Regions from separate parts of the Hordeum vulgare genome. Here region 1 is linked to region 2. A link is a contact called in public Hi-C data. All regions are on one chromosome and are shown on one strand. Each heading gives the region's core, a stretch centred on a gene start, on an enhancer-like site or on the middle of the called end of the contact. The rest is flanking DNA. Distances are from core to core; before and after follow the strand shown.

Region 1 (2,700 bases), core at 1-2,500, 890 kb before region 2:
CTCCAATCCAGAAACATTGAAAACACCATCTCCATCAATAAGCTGCGTAGAAAGACAGGGGTCCTCCATTTCTGCAAGAGAGGAAACGCATGAGACAATATCACATTTAAGCTGGGAATGGGACACCAAGAAGTGATGAGTGATTTTCAACCCATAGAGCCTTCAAATTTTGAAAGAGAAAGAAAAAAGAACAGATGGGATAAATAAGACACGCAGATCCGAGCGCAAGCCTTCAATAATGCCGTTTCTTGAGCATTATACGCAAAAACAATGTCAAGAAGAGAAGTGTAGTAATATTTTTAAATTATCAGGTGATGATTACTCCATTAAGCCTGTGAAAAGAGCGGGAGCATTAAATGGGGAGAGAGAGGTATAGGCAGTCGAATGTTACTAGTGTACTGAGGGAGCAAATTGATGGATGCATGCGCTCATACGGCTTTCCTCTGGGTCAAACTACGATTCACTACTACAATTATTACTACAGATCGCAGACCGTACAAGCTCGCATGCAACCCAGCCAGGGATGCTGCATGTTACGCGGATCAAACAATCCTCCTTTATACACCAAGGAGAGTTCTACGGCAACTTACAGTGACAGTGCTGCCGCAAGTATCCTTAACCCTAGCGAGATCGTACGGCCGGAGAGATCACGAGATCAAGGGGAAGAAAGCTAAAAAAAGGCGGGGCCTTTCGAGACGATCCAGCGGGAGGCGATCCAAGCACGCGCCCCGAACTCCAGGCGAATCGAGCGCCGCGGGTCGGAATCGCCCAAACCAACAGCCATAAACCCCCAAAACCGAACGGGAACCAGCTGAATCTAGCGGTCCGGCGCCACCGACGAGGATTGGAGCAGCTCCCCGCATCGATCTGGTCGCCTATTCGCCAGGAATCACCGCACACCACGAGGAGCAACAAAAAAAGCAAGGGGGGGTATCGAAATCCGGGACCCTGGGACAAGGTCAGGGAGCGATCCGAGAAGCGTTGATCGGATCAGAGAGAGGGGGGGGATACGCACCGTGGAGATTGCGCTGGAGGGCCCCCGTACGGCGGTCGGCGTCGGCGTCGGCGGCGAAGGATGGGGGGAGCGGGACGAAAGGGGGTGGGGGGGGTGGGGGCGAGGAGGAAGAGAGAGGAGGAGCACGAAGGCGTGGCTTTTATGGGGAGGTTGGTAATTTGTGAATTTCGAAAGGAGGAGAGGAGTAAATACGAACGAGAAAGCACAAGGGGAGAAAGAAAGGGAAAATATTCGGACTCGGTGAGGGTATCGCCCGAGGCCGACACGACGCATATACTGGTACTTTGTATAGCCATGCATACAGTATGATCTTATTATACTCGTATACACACACGTATATAAAAATCCAACAGCCATGGATGGTCGGAATTCTAAAAATTGTTTGCGTCATCAAATCTGGGTCTTTGGGTGCCGAAAGGTGGCCGTCCATGCCAACCCGAGCGGCCATGTCACGCTGCGCCGCTCACACAAGCTGTGATAAAGGAGTATTTCGCTAGAGCATTTAGAGCGACTCTAGACCCCGTATAATGGTTCAAACTGTAAAATTTCGACGATTATACGGATTTGGACTATTTTTCCTATCACATCAGAAACTGTAAACGCGGCCCGGTCCGTAAAACTTTTGCGGTGGCCCGTAAACGCGAGCGCTCGAACAGTATATCTACGGGTTTGACTGCTGGATGCGGGTCGAAATCCTATCCCTCCGCCGCCGCGAAAAGTCCCCCCACCTCACCGTCGGCGCTTCCAATCCGCCGCCGCGCACCTCCATTCCGCCGCGTAGCAGCTCCATTCCACGCCCTTTGATGGCCAACTCCGGTAGTTGTAGGAACGACGACCCCGAGAGGGTTCATTGCGTCAGATCCGACGTCGCCTGTAAGCGCGCCGCCCGCCGGTACACGCAGTGGGGCCAGACGCCGCCGCCGTCGCTCCTCCGTGCGAGACAGAGGAGTACGACCGCGCGCGCGGCCGCCTCTTCTCCGGCAGCTCCTTCAAGGCATCGAGCTCACGCTCGTGCTCCTCCCTCCCCCGGTTCTATTCTGTTCTGCAGCGCAACATTTTGTCCCGCAAAACCCCACTTCGTCGAACTGTAAAACGCGTTTGCACGTCGCAATTATACAGGGTTTGCTAGAGTTGCTCTAGAGCATCTTCAATAGGCACCCAAAAACTGCTATGTGCGTTCAAAAATTCGTTTTTTGACGTCGAACAACTCCAACAGACGGTGCAAAACAGTGCACGCTGAAAAGGACGTGGATGTCGCCTAGAGGGGGGGTGAATAGGCGCTTTAAAATAGTTAAGGTTTAGGCTTGAACAAATGCGGAATAAAACTAACGTTTAATATGTCAAGCACAAAACCTACAAACAACTAGGCTCACCTATGTGCACCAACAACTTATGCTAAGCAAGATAAACAACTAAGTGATAGCAAGATATATTACAATAAACAATATGTCTATCACAAAGTAAAGTGCATAAGTAAAGGGTTCGGGTAAGAGATAACCGACGCACGGGGAGACGATGATGTATCCCGAAGTTCACACCCTTGCGGATGCTAATCTCCGTTAGAGCGGTGTGGAGGCACAATGCTCCCCAAGATGCCACTAAGGCCACCGTAATCTCCTCACGCCCTCGCACAATGCAAGATGACGTGATTCCACTAAGGGACCCTTGAGGGAGGTCACCGAACC
Region 2 (2,700 bases), core at 79-2,578:
GCCACATCATCGACGGATGCCCCATGGGTTTTGTAATATAGGTTTTCGTCTGATTTTCTTTAATTAACCGACCAACTCTTTTTTTCTTAATCAATAAAAATAGTAAATATTTTGCCTTGTTTACAAAAAGTGAGTGTATGCAGAATATCAACCATGCAAAAGGGGAAAGGGTGTCGATATTTTTGGTATGTTTGTAATTAAGTTTGGTTATGGCAGTCAGCTGTTAGAAATGGTAAAGATAACCTAGCAAATTTAAGGTCCCAAACCAACTATCTGACCAAGGGTGACCACTTCTGGAAGAAAAAGAAAACCAACGGTGTGTATGTGTATATGTCATGTGTATGTAAATATATTTTTTATATAGTGCTGTTTATAAATATAAGATCTTTTAAATATTTTAATACAAAAGACATATAAAGCAAAATCAATGAATGTGTATTTTATACATACGTGTGTGTAGTTCATATCAAAATCTTTAAAAGACCTTATAGCTTTTGGTTTCGTTGCAGCTTAGCTTCTACTCCCTCCTTTTTGGAAGAAAGAAACTACTCGCTTCACTATTATAAGATGTTGTATATAGATGCATTTTAGTGTGTATGTTCACTCATTTTAGTTCATATTTATTTTCTCTATACCTAAATGCTTGTAATTGGGATAACCAAAAAATAATTTATATTAAAAAATATCTTAAGTTAACGGAGGGAGCGCGTGTTTCTCGGTATCAAAATATAAGAGGGTTTTACAGTTGTGCAGATGTAGTATTCTAATACTTTACAACTTTATACAAATGGGGCTGCTACGCATCTACCGACGGATGTTTAGTAAACATCCGCCACCTGGAGGTCCGTCCGATGTACGCGCAGTTGTCCCGATCTGCGCGCGCAGCCGTCCGCCTGAAACAACGGCCGAGTTGCAGAAACTTTCATTCCTGAAACGACGGCCCAGTTGCAGAAACTTTCGCTTTGTTACGAGAAATAAATTTTACACTCGTTAATTCCTGAAACAACGGTTGAATTTCAGAAATAATTTGCTTGTTGCAGAATTTTTCCCTTCGTCTTTGTGTAACATAGGGAGGACGTGGGATAAAGAGATAGTCCAGGCAGCCATTCGATTGACTCGACCGAACGACAGCGCGTCCGACCGATGTCTAGCACGGATCAGCCGGCTGAGGGAAAGGTTTTCCCTTATACAAAGCTAGTACTTCCTCCGTTCCGAAATATAAGACATTTTAGAGTTTTGATTATAGAGTACATACGGAGTAAAATGAATGAATTTACACTCTAAAATATGACTACATACATCTGTATGTAGTATATATAGTGGAATCTTTAAAAGGTCTTATGGTATTTAGTAACGGAGGGAGTATAAAGTTAAAAAACTTATTTTGAAACGGAGGAGAGTACTATATAACATGAGTTCCATCGTAGGCACAAAGGACGTAAGTGCGGATTAGGGTGCGGAACACAGAGAATGAGAATGAGGGTGACGAGGGCTGAGCCGGTGCTCGTGCACGCTGCCGGTGACGTTCCTGCCGCCGACGAGTACTACTTCCTCTCCAACCTCGACCAGAATGTGGCAGTGCTCATGAAAACCGTGCACGTCTTCAGCCCGTCCCGCGCCGGCGAGGACGCGGCCACCGTGATCATGGGCGCCCTGGGCAGGGTGCTGGTGCACTACTATCCATTCCAGGGGAGCCTGGTGGTGAGCGCCGACGACGGGAGGCTCTCGGTGCGGAACGACCGCCGTGGCGTGCCTTTCGTCGTCGCGGACGCCGACTGCGAGCTCAAGGAGGTCGGGGACGTCCTAGTGTCGGCACCCGACGCCGCCGCGGTTCAGGGGCAGCTCGTGTTCGTCGGCCGTAGTAACTCGGAGGAGTCGTCGGGGCTGGGGGCGCCTTTACTGAGCGTGCAGGTCACCAGGTTCAGGTGCGGCGGCTTCGTGCTCGGACTCGCCATGAACCACTGCCTGGCGGACGGCGTCGCGGCGGCGGAGTTCCTCCGCTCCTGGGCCGAAATGGCCCGCGGCGTGCCCCTCTCCTCCCCGCCCTTCCTGGACCGCACCATGCTGCGCGCCAGGACGAGCCCCACGGTCGCCTTCCCGCACGAGGAGTTCGCGGAGATGGAGGACGTGTCCGGCCTCGCCGGCCTCCGCGACGAACCGCGCCTGCACCGAGCCTTCGCCATCGACGCCGGCAAGCTCGCGCGACTGAAGCGGCAGGCGTGCGCGTGCTCCACCTTCGAGGCGCTGACGGCGTTCGTCTGGCGCGCGACGTCGCGCGCCATGAGGATGCGCCCCGAGCAGAAGAGCAAGCTCATGTTCGCCGTCGACGGAAGGCGGCGCGTCGACCCGCCGCTGCCTCGCGGTTTCTGCGGGAACGCCGTCGTCTTCGCCTGCTGCGTGTCCACTGCCGGCGACCTCCTCGGCGGCCCGGTGTCGACTGCAGCCCGGTGGATCCAAGACGCCATCAGGCGCACGGACGGCGCGTTCATCCGTTCGGCCATCGACTACGTGGAAGTCGCCGGTGGCCGGGCGCCGTCGATGACAGCGACGACGCTGGTCACGGCGTGGAACCGTCTTGGGTTCCACACGGCCGATTTCGGGTGGGGCGGGCCCGCACGGTCTGGCCCAGCGGAGCTACCGCGCGGGGAAGTGGTCATGTTCATGCGGGACGTGCGTGACAGCAGCATCGTGGTGCTTCTT

Evidence for each region. A called contact is a pair of places that touch in the nucleus more often than the background predicts.
Region 1: a Hi-C map of seedling shows a contact between it and region 2, with 8 times the contacts expected there. The contact joins the promoter of LOC123443749 here to the promoter of LOC123443747 in region 2. A contact is called at or near these places in 4 of 6 Hi-C or Micro-C datasets (leaf and seedling) and 1 of 1 datasets of contacts at active chromatin or transcription factors (embryo).

What each region holds. Positions count from the first base shown.
Region 1 is chr3H:326,396,251-326,398,950 of MorexV3_pseudomolecules_assembly, reverse strand. It overlaps LOC123443749 (protein ROOT HAIR DEFECTIVE 3), which reads right to left and starts at 1,250. Exons shown (of 23, transcript XM_045120271.1): 1 at 1,016-1,250; 2 at 1-71. The coding sequence starts at 69.
Region 2 is chr3H:325,505,342-325,508,041 of MorexV3_pseudomolecules_assembly, reverse strand. It overlaps LOC123443747 (omega-hydroxypalmitate O-feruloyl transferase-like), which reads left to right and starts at 1,328. Exons shown (of 1, transcript XM_045120268.1): 1 at 1,328-2,700. The coding sequence starts at 1,471.